Regions from separate parts of the Mus musculus genome. Here region 1 is linked to region 2. A link is a contact called in public Micro-C data. All regions are on one chromosome and are shown on one strand. The core of a region is the stretch at or near the end of the contact, and the rest is flanking DNA. Distances in the headings are between cores, read along the strand shown. Region 1 overlaps Kit (KIT proto-oncogene receptor tyrosine kinase). Region 2 has its middle 39 kb from the start of Mir7025.

Evidence for each region. Hi-C and Micro-C count contacts between places; a contact is called where the count stands out from the background.
Region 1: a contact with region 2 is called in a Micro-C map of trophoblast stem cells, with 2.7 times the contacts expected there. The contact joins two enhancer-like sites. A contact is called at or near these places in 2 of 484 Hi-C or Micro-C datasets (palatal mesenchyme and trophoblast stem cells), 6 of 115 datasets of contacts at active chromatin or transcription factors (the HPC-7 cell line, VIP interneurons, embryonic basal ganglia and 2 more) and 1 of 9 other capture datasets (embryonic stem cells).

The regions. Positions count from the first base shown.
Region 1 is chr5:75,598,295-75,603,566 of GRCm38.p6, reverse strand. The region is part of intron 1 of Kit (KIT proto-oncogene receptor tyrosine kinase); the gene reads right to left. Among named protein-coding and RNA genes, the nearest start is that of Kit, 26 kb to the right of the region's middle. Within about 2 kb of position 3,361, at least 18 of the 459 cell types and tissues checked have an H3K27ac peak or open chromatin away from gene starts, as enhancers often do. A contact at or near this core is called in trophoblast stem cells, where this site is marked.
Region 2 is chr5:75,212,766-75,218,264 of GRCm38.p6, reverse strand. No RefSeq gene overlaps it. Among named protein-coding and RNA genes, the nearest start is that of Mir7025, 39 kb to the right of the region's middle. Within about 2 kb of position 2,279, at least 7 of the 459 cell types and tissues checked have an H3K27ac peak or open chromatin away from gene starts, as enhancers often do. A contact at or near this core is called in trophoblast stem cells, where this site is marked.

The sequences.
Region 1 (5,272 bases), core at 2,112-4,611, 380 kb before region 2:
CCAAGATTTTTGTACCACTGAATGAACACGCATCCTTCATCATGTGTGGCTATGGACAGTAGTGAGATTTCTTCTCTTGTCCCTGAACATGTTAATTAATGAACCAAAAGAAAACGACATATGATAAAACTCAGCACCCTAGAGATTGGAATCTAACGAAAAAGGAGGGTCAGATGGCAAACACAGCTGCTCTCCAGGAAGAACTTACAAGTCCTTGCTGAGTGCGGGCTCTTGCTCACCAAAACAACAAACAAGCAAACAAACAATGACAGTCCCTTGACAGAGGGGGCACATAAGTAGACAACTATGAAAAGCTTTAGGCACTGGTGCCAAAGAAACATCAAGGCATCCTCCGCACCCACAGTGGCTTCCCTAGAAACTGTGTAAAATTTATCCAAAATCCGGTCAGCTCAAGGCAGGGACTCAGACACAACCCCGACAGCATTTTTGTATTATTCGATGGAGCCCAGAGGCAGAAAGAGCACAACTGTCTACAGACAGATGAAGCACACGATGTTGGGTGTTAATGCAATGAAATATTAGTAAGCCATAAAAAAAGAATGAAGTACTGTTGAGCTACAACACGAAAAGACACAGATAAATAAATATACATGTCCTTCCTTACATGAAATACCTGGGTTTGGGAAAATCAGAATCAGAAAGCAGAGTGGCAGTTACTAGAGGCTGGAGGGGCGGGGAGAGCAGCTCAATTTATCACTGGCCACTCTGGCAGGAGGAGAAAGAGGCCCTGGAAACGAGAAGGGATGGCGACTGTCCCACACTGTGTACCTCTCATCGCTGCTGAACTAGATACTTTAGGATAGCACATTCCATGTTGAGTATATTGCACCATCATTTAAAAAGAAAAAAGAAAAAAAAAAAAAAAACTAAACTAAAATTAAGCCAGGCGTGGTGGTGCATGTCTTTTATCCCAGTGCTCAGGAGGCAAAGGCAGACAGATCTCAGAGTGTGAGGCTAGCCAGGGCTATACAGAAGAAAAAAAAATCTGTTTCAAAGAAGCCAACAAACAAACATACAAACAAACAAAAAAACCTGAAGTTAAAATAAAACAAACAAAAATCGTGGACCAGAACCACATTAGCCTTCTCCAGCTGGCCCTGGCTCACTCTTAGCTAAAACTAGGTGTGGCTCCAGGGGTGGCTTAAATTGTGTCATTAAAAACAATTGGAAAAACAACAAACAAAACAAAACAAAAACAAAAACAAAAACAAAACACCCTGAATTCCTCACTGTCCGAAGCAGCCAGTGCTGAAGTGTTGAAAGAGGCCTTTTAACTCTGAGCTGAAGGATCTAGAAGCTCATGCTGACTCCACAGAAGTGGGAGCCCAAGACACTTGTGCCCCAGGGTGACCAACTAAGTCTCACACTGCCTGAGTCATCTGACTTTATTCCCAAACCTGTCCAGGATGCATACAGATAGTATATTATGGATCAGTTACATGTATGAAGTATTTGCTGTACACACACACACACACACACACACACACACACGTAAGGGGTGCCTCACTGGGGGAGATCTACTGTTGGATTTAATGTGGGTGAAACGTTTAGATTAGATTAAGATTAGAGGGGGCCTCCAATTTGCAGCCTGTATTCAGCACGCCTGAGGAGAACTTCTTGGGAGGAAACCGAATTACAATCCACAGAGCTTGCATTTGGTGTACGGAGCATGCACAGCAAGGACGGCTGCTCAGAACACCTCTGAGAACTCCTCTGAAACTCAAAAGCAACCAAATCTCAAAGAAAAGAATTTGGCTCCCTACTGAAGATACAGTATGTTGTGTGGCATTTTTTTTCTTTATAAACAAAACAAAACAAAGGTAATACCTGTGTTTGTTACAATGTAGCAATTAACAAAACAGAGGCCCGGCCAGGAATCCTCCTGGCTGGCTGAGCCAGTCTCTGGCCAGCCCCTGCAGTAGTGGTTGGCTCCTGTTTGTTAGCTTTGACTCCCAGGGCCTTATTCTTTTAAAAAAAAAAAAAAAAAAAAAAAAAAAAAAAAAAGAAAAAAAAAATCCCTGCAACGCCTGGAGTTCTAGATGGGGTTAAAAGTGAGGAAGTCATTTTAAAGTCTTTCCTTCTTTGTAGGTAAATATAAGGAACCAGATAAAGAAATGGTTGGGAAGGAAACCTACGAAGTCTAGTTTTGGAGAAGTAGGCCAGGAGAAGACAGAGCCTCTAGACCTTGTAGCTCAAATGTTCCTCAGTTTCTGTGCTTAGTTACATTTATAGTAAAAAGAAAGTCTGACGGCCGGAGTGTCACTTTGTTTTTGACAGACTTTTACAGCCTAGCCCCATAGGAATAGAGTGGGTAAGAACCAAGATGAAAGAATCCTGGTAATTACCTACAACACCCTGGAGTCCTTACAAAGAGGATACTGGGAATAGAACTAAGCTGGGGACAGTAAGGAAGGGCTCAGTGAATGTCACATGGGCCCTCAAGCCAATCCTAGGGATAGGGAGACTCTGGGTCACCCGCACACTAAGGGAAGCCAGGTCACAGAGGTCACTGTCTGTCTGCACGCTGCTCTGCAGAAGCCAATGCCTTCAGCAAGAATCTATCACATAACTAAAAGACGGTGCTGGTGGGCAACCCAGAGCCCTGCACAGAAGACAGATAACATGAATGAAATAGAGAGAGGGGGAGGGAAGGAGCAATGTGTTCCATCAAAGAGGGGAGCAGCTATTGGGCTTCCCAGAAGGACCAAGAAAGGTTCCAGGGGAAGCAACCATGATACCCAAGTCTGGGGAATCTACACAGATGTTTGAGGAAGAGAGCATCTTCAAAGTAGATGGTGTCAGGGAATCAGGGTAAGCTACGCCTATGAGGGGCTGGGCCTGCAGTGAGTGCTCAGCCTCCAGGACAGTCAGCACCAGTCTCTGTAGAGTCAAGTTTCTTAGAGTCCAGGAATGCAGATGGTGCCCAATAAACAAGTAGGCGTAGGGAATGAGAAGGTGTGTCTAAGAGATGGGCCAGTAACCGAGAACACCATCCTACACCACACCACAGCGGGTATGTTTGCTACATGTAGTGTCAAAGACCGTCATCCTTTCCTGTTGTTTTATATATTGTACACTAAAAGGAAAAAAAAAATCAAATGTACTTAGGGTAGCATGTGCTTTGAAATAAATCAAATCACTTTATGCTCAAACTACTAAGACTACCTGCCTTTCAAAGTATCTTCCTGGTCAGTTGTGACCACACTCACACACAGACACAAGACTCTGAGGTCTCCAAAGAGCTTTCTGGGTCATATTTAAATCAGTAGTACAAAGATAACAGTACTGACGGAATTCATCACCAAGGTCATAGAGGTGTAGACAATAAACAAACTCTCCTGTCTCCTAGGCCACAGGCCCCAGGAAACAACCCCTTGTCTAATGCAAATTTCTGTCTAGCGTTCAGAGACGTGATACGTTTTGAGTTGGTGCGGAGTCTGTTGGATTTATGAGCCAACTTGATGTTTCAAGCACTAGCAATGCAGCCGCTTAAGTCAGTTTCAAAACTCCCAAAACAAAGGACAAGGTATCTTTGCAGGGTGTTTTTAAAAGCAGCTCCTGCAGAGAGGTATCTGTCAAGATTGGCTTAAAAGCGAGCTAGCTGGCAGAAGAGAGGAGGAGAAAGTAAACCTAATAAAGTGGGCATGCCTGCAATTGCTACAACAGGTGTGAGCTGGGTCTCCGAGGACCAGCAGGAACTCAGCCCCGCTATTTAACTTAGGGAGTGCTGAGGGCTAAGAGCACACCCGCCTACCACACACCCAGCTGGAGGAGGGACGCTCCCAGCCAGAGACCAATGAAGCCAGTGCTGGCAAAAGGGCTATCCATCCTTGGCTCTTCACCTTAGGAACATTAAGAAGCCATCCTCACTGGAAACTGGGCATGGAGTGTTTGGGTGCCTTTTTTTTTTTTTTTTTTTAACAAGGGCTCAACTTAGTTGGCCCAACTGTGGGCTAACAGTTGTGAGTCTCAGGCTCAGCTAAGCTAGGATATCTGACAGATTGAGTGTATTAATTAAATACATTTATAACTTCTAAGTTTTTTTTTTAAATCAACATTCCTACTATTGTAACGTAAGGAATATCTGCATTAAAGTGAACTGATTAAAGTGAAAAGGGATGGAGTGTCAGCAGAGATCAGAAAGGGGTTCCGGGAGTTCAGAGTTCAAGTTGAACAAAGTGTACGGCCAGGCTGCGGGTGGGATGAGAGAGAGCGCAAGTACAACCCCCCCCCCCCCAGAAAAAGAGCAGCGAGCTGGGGGTTAGTTAGGGTGGGGAGACCAGCCCAGGACCTGCTTTTCCACAGGAGGGAGTCTGCCCTGAGAAAATGAGACTAGAACAAAGTCAGTTGAGAAACAAGGAAGAGCAAGATGGCTGGAGGACCGTATTTCTAAGTGCTTAAGGGGACTCCAGGCAAGCTGGCCCTGGACAGTGAGGAGACAAGATGACACTCGTGTCAGAGGCCTCTGTGATGGAACATTGTGGATGTCAAGTGATTAGAAGAAAAATAGACTTAGGGATATTTGGATCCGTCTAGTCCAAAGTGGTGGTACCTGGAGTGTCTGTGAAATTACTGGGGTTGGGGCTTGGGGTAGATTACAAAGACCAGAGCTATAGACGGCAAGGCCCAAGGTCCCTGAAGGAGGAAGGGGATTGAAGAGCTCCGACAAGCTAGAAGTAGCTCGGGGAATGCTGCATGTGGCCTAGTGGTACAGGAGCCCATACTGGCTCAAGGACACCCAAGTTAGGGTAAGACACACATTAAGCCGCTCATATTTTGGAACGAGTCCTTTGAGGAAAATTTAGCTGTAGCACAAAGTTGACGGAGGCTCTCCGCTGGGACCGACCGAGAGAGGAGTCCAAAGGGAGAAATACCGGTGGAGTGAGGCCTGGCGGATTTGGCCAGGTTTCACAAAAGTAACAGGGGCAGCCTGCAGTCGCATTGCCTAAGAGGCTGGGGTGAGGGCAATCTCAGGGGTCTTGGAAGAAGCGTAGTCCTCCAGCGCCAGAGAAGGAAGCCCCAAGCAAACAGGGGTGCCCAAGCAAGCCAGGGGTGGGAGGCTACCTTCTCCATCCCCTCCTACCCAACTGCTCTGCTGCATGTGAACCCTTCCTGCCTCTGCCTCGCTTCGGCAGTTTCTGCCCTAACCACTGGGCAGGCCCGGGGCTAGAAAATCACCTCCCCAGATCACCTTTCCTGTAGCCTGCGCTTCTGCTTCTCAGCTTTGGGGGTTTGATTGTTACTACTGTTT
Region 2 (5,499 bases), core at 1,030-3,529:
CCCAGCAATCTCTTCCTTCCACTTCAGAAAGTCTGAAGTTGGTGTTTCCAGGTGACAAAAAAAAAAATTTAATCAGTTATTTCCTGCTTTCATATGCTTGTCCCTTCAAGCTTTTGGAGCACATATGATTCTTTCCCCTCAAGTCATTACCCCATCGGGTCAGCGAACGGCTTTCCCCAGTATGTCTGCTGAAATGAGCGTTTGACTCTCTGACCAGCTGCATCCCTCCTTTCTCTTTATATCCTAAAACTAAACTCCCTGACTTCCCTGAGGGAATGTGCTTTGGGGTGACTTTGGAAATGATCTACAAAACCAGAGGCAAAGAAACACTGTGCCATTTACAGGTGTCAGAAAGGGACTACGGGCGCTCTCTAGCTCAAGTGATTTGGGAATCTGACTTTAGCACAGCCAGCTCTGGATCCCAAGGTCTGATGCTTCCCCAAACTGTCATCCTCTTTCTCTTTTCTATCATCTCCATATGGCTGGGTGATCATCCCAAAACACGTCGAATCCATTCCCAGTGGTAAGAAAAAAAGAAAAAGAAAAAGAAAAGAGACAGAGAAAGAGAGATGGACATAAGGATAAAGAGAGAGAAAGAGGGAGGGAGGGAGGGAGGGAGGGAGGGAGGGAGGGAGGGAGGGAGAGTCATACATCCCTAGGTTCTGGAGCAGAGACTAAAATAAGACTCTAAATTCTTTAAAGTCAATTTGATTTTGTATTGACTATTGGGGCTGCTGAGAGAGCTCAGTGGGTAAGTGCATGCTTCCACCCCACTGCTCTGATTCCTAGGACCCATGTTGTGGAAGGAAAGATAGAACTCCTTCAACCTCTATACATACACCATGGCACATTCAAATACATGCCTCCCCCTCACACATGCACACACACACAGTCTCAGAAAGTCACGCATATAGTCCATTCTCTTCCAAAACTAATCAATTTTTTAAAATATAACTTTTAGACTACAAATGAAAATGACTTAGCTGGTTCTTTCAATTGTGAAGTAAAATTAGCCCTCTGGAATAAAAGCCTTAGATGCTCAGAGGCTTCAGCAGAGTGAAAGTACGCATCCCTTAGTGAAGTACGCATCCCTTAGTGATGAGGACCAACTTCCCAAATACAGGTAGATGATTTGACAATGAGAAATGACTATTTTGGGCCACCGTAGCACTTAAAATATCAGGGTGTTAAGCAATACTAATTAAAGGAATTGATTTGGGAGGGAAAAAAAAAGAGGAAATCACTGCAAGAAAGGTCAAAGACTTAATTTAAAAAAACAAAACAAAACAAGAATGGTTTTTCTCCTAGCTCAGCTCTCCGGGTATTCACACACATTGTTTGCATCTTTGTAGCAGGAAATGGGGATAGTATTGGGGGTGTGGTAGATCCTCTGTTGATCTTCCATCATGCTAGGATATTCAGAGCTGAAGCCATTTCTAGGTGGTTGGTGATGACAGTGGCTCTTACAGCAAAGATAGTCTTTCCCACGGAACAAGGAGGCCACCAGTCTAGCTATGGAGGGGAAGGAAGATTACAAGGGGGCGGGGAGGAAAAAGGTCATATAAAGAGGAATTTTGGAAGACTCCCATGCCTCATCCTGGGACTCCTACCCCAAAGAGAGGCATCCTGTTTGTTTTCTACACCAAGTAACCAATGACCGCATACTTGGTGACTTAGCACAGCACAGCTCCATCATCTCACGGTTCTCCAGCGTGTCCTTCCTAGCCCTCAGCCCAGGATCTCTCCAGGCAGAGTCAAAGAGTCAACTGGATGCATTTCTCCTGGGGGGGGCAATGGGGGCAGAGCTCTCTTTCAAGCTCATGCTAGTTGTTAGCTAAACTCCTTTCTTTGCTGTTAGTTGCCAGCCTGGCATGCCCTTACCTTGTGGGTTACCTGCCACCCAGTGACAGTCCTTAAAGACAAAGTCCTCTCACACTGTCTCACATTTCCAGGGCTTCTGTCTTCTCTGTCCTGCCCTTGGATATGGTCTCATGCTCCCAGGTCTGGAGAGTTGAATCACACCTTCAAAATCCTTCACTGCACCACTGGTATTTAAAGGAGAGAGCGCAAGAGGCACACCTTAGAGCTTCCCTAACCCAAGAGGCATAATCTCCCTTCTCCACATGGTAAAGGTTGAGGATGCCTATTGGCTAGCCTTGCTTCGATTGGCATTCTGGGAAAGGTCACTGACCCTTGGGGGATGGCCCAGGCCTGGCCACAGCTGTAAGAGAACAGGAAGTAATGAGCATTGTTGTGTAGGTGTTTGAGGTCAGAAGAGCCCAAGGCAGTTCTTCTAATTACCCAAGGCCTCCTCATAGTGAGCAGACCAAAGCGAAATACTCAGTCATGGAGAGGTCCTGTAGGGCATGCGGCAGACTCTGTGAGATCAAAGGGCCTGGAGCAAAGCCACAGACACCACAGGGGGAGTCTGACCCGCTCCTGCCTCCTCAAGGGAACCAGGAAGGATCCAGAATTTTCTGCCAGAATCCCTTCGTTCTGAAACAAATGAAACTTACTCTCCCCCCATGACTCCTAGAAGAGTTGAGGAGGTAATCAGAAAGCTCGGGTAGAGGTCCCAGGAGACCCATGCTGACCTGAGCCTGGTTTGATTTTCCTAGAGGTAGGCACATTCCAGGGCTTTGGTTTTAAATTGGGAATATTGTGATGAGCCCATTTCTTTCTTAACTTACTTCCTTCCTTCCTTCCTTCCTTCCTTCCTTCCTTCCTCCCTTCCTCCCTTCCTTCCTTCCTTCCTTCTTTCCTTCTTTCCTCCCTTCCTTTCTGCTCCTCCTCCTCTTCTGCCTCCTTCTTTTTAGATAAGGTGTTATGATGTCCTTCAGGGTAACTATAAATTCTCTACCTTCCTTCTCATCTCTGGAGTCACAGGGCTTGCCCATGTGCACCGTCTTACTAGACTCTAAATTGAACAAAGATTTAAATGTAATTTTTGCTATTTTGTGATGTGCACACACACATACACACACACACACACATCGGTTGGGAAGACCTTCTCAGCATGGGGCAATCCTTAGGTACACTGACTGCGCTCACCTGGCTTGCATCTTGAGGACACCCGCAGTCTCCTTCCTGACTCAGCACTTTGGTCCACAGTCTCTAGCTTCATTCTCATGGCAGACAGCATTGGGATCTAGACAGGAAGGAGTAGGTGTGTCACACAGTAGGTGAGTGTAAAAACCCCATCTAAAAGCACGCCACTCAGGACACATCACAGGGCCAACCCTGGAAGCTGATCCTTCGATTCTAAGTATTTTCGACATTTGAAAACTCTTAAGAATCTAAAAATTTCCCCAGACCTATCTTTCTCCGTGCTTTATTTAATATTAATATTAGACTAAACGCCGAGTGTTCATCAATGGTGAGGACTATTCACAAAGCACCTCCTGACTAGAAGGCTGTGCTCAAGACCCCAGGCAGACCTGACCCCCTGGCTAAGCAGCAGTCTCCTGCCAGCAGGAGCTCACCTGCCTTCCGCCTAGATGACAATTGGAAAGCCAGAACAAAGAGCAGGTTGACCAAGGACGAATTTGGTGTGATGCTTCCCTCTTGTGGTCAATGTGCAGCTTCGGAGAGAAAGGAAAGATGCTCCAAAGGTCTCCCATGTCTGGGGTCCGGCACCTGTTCAGGTAAGCCACTGGGCCTGGGACTAGGTGGACTCAACCAGCTCCCACCACCCCTGGCCACCCAAGGTCACAGATCTCACAGGAAGAATCCTGTTTCCTCATCTTCAGCTCTCCTGCAGGTAAGGCAGGAAGAGAACAGGCTCCTGAGAAGTCCAGGTGTTCAAAGAGGCCCACAGAACGCAGTCTTGATGGCAATTTAGCATCGCTCCTGGGCTAACTCTGTAGGACAAAGTAGTGCTTGTCTGTCAAGTGATGCTGAGGCTGTCAACTGGCCATAAGCCATGGCTGATGACCACAGAGAGCAGCTGGTGGTGTGGCACTCTCAGATCTCCCCCTCATAATTCTTATTCTGTATGTGGTGCAATGGTGTGTGTGTGTGTGTGTGTGTGTGTGTGTGTGTGTGCGCATGCGCGCATATTGAGTAAAAGCAATTTTAGGGAACTATATTTTTATTTATCTTGATACACAAAGCTTTAGCCTAGGAGGCTAAGAGTATGTAGCTCAAAGGTAGAGAACATATTTAACATGCACAAGGCTCCAGGTCCAGTCTCCAGCACCAAATGCAAATATGATTGATTGAGAGAGCCCCTTCCTGTTTTCTCAATATATCCAAGTTCTTCATGTTCAATGCCTCTGGAAACTGACAGGCCACAAGCTCACAGGGCCACCACACCACCTAGCCACCACCATGGCCCAATCCAGGAGCCTGAAGGAAGATGAACATAATCATGTTTAACTTAGCACATGAGGGTCCCAACGAGAACAAGCCAGCAGAGGGCCTAGAGTGTGGAGGTGGGAAAATGGTAGGGAAAGGGCAGAGGGTAGGTGGAAGAACCTGGGACAGATTCCCAGATTGTTTCTCTTGTCTCCAAGGAGGCTGCACAAAGGGGAACTAATTGCTTAAAAGTTGTCTGAGATGACTTGTCTCATATTTCATTTACAGAATGCCCAGGATAAGGCTGGAAGTGGAAATGCCAATGAGAGCTGGAGTTGGGGTGTTCTGGCTGGTTCCCTCTCGTTCCTCTCCTGTCCCTCCCAATGCTAAGCTATGTGGTTCCTAATGCCCTAGCTCGAGAAGCCCTGTCTCACTCTAGGGAAGCACCTAGTCAGCTGCTTCTACACGAACTCCTCTAGCATCCCTCTCCTGCCTTACACCCAGGATAGCCAAAGATGGATGAAAGAACAGGATTCTTCCTGTGAACTAAGACAGAGTCGTTTAACCCCGCTCGTTTCAGCAGCTGAGTCGTGAATGAGGACAAGAATTTCAACAAACGTTTTTGAGTTAAGGGTAAATGATTGATGGTCCGTGTCACTGTATGCACAGATGCCGGGCGTCATCATGGGCACTAGAGACACCAAAAGACTGGCCTCGTGAAGCCCACAGCCCAGCCGGCAATCAGAAGACGGATGAGCATTTGAAAGACAAAGGCAGCGAGCGAGCTGTGGGGATGCTCTGTAATAAGGCATGGTTTAGGGGGTCTATGAGTTTATCTCAAGGGAAAGGGGGAAGCAGTATGACTCGCTAAACAAAGACATGGTGGCACTCAGAGAAAAGAACATTCCAGGCAGAGAGAAGGCCATGTGCCAAGGCCTGGAATAGCAAAGAATATATTACAGTAGTTAGAAGAGAAGCAAGCAGCTCGACCAGAATGAAGGGAGAGAGGCACACAGCAATGGAAACAGGGTCACTTAACTCCTGATTGAGTTGGACTTTCCCTATAGACAATAAGAAGCCACTGGTTAGCCTTGAGCCGGGAAGCAACAGTACCGGTTGTAATGTTTTTTTTTTTAAAATGGCCATTTCTCTAGTTGATGTGTGGAGGATGTATAAGAAAGGGAAGTATAGCCAGGCAGTGGT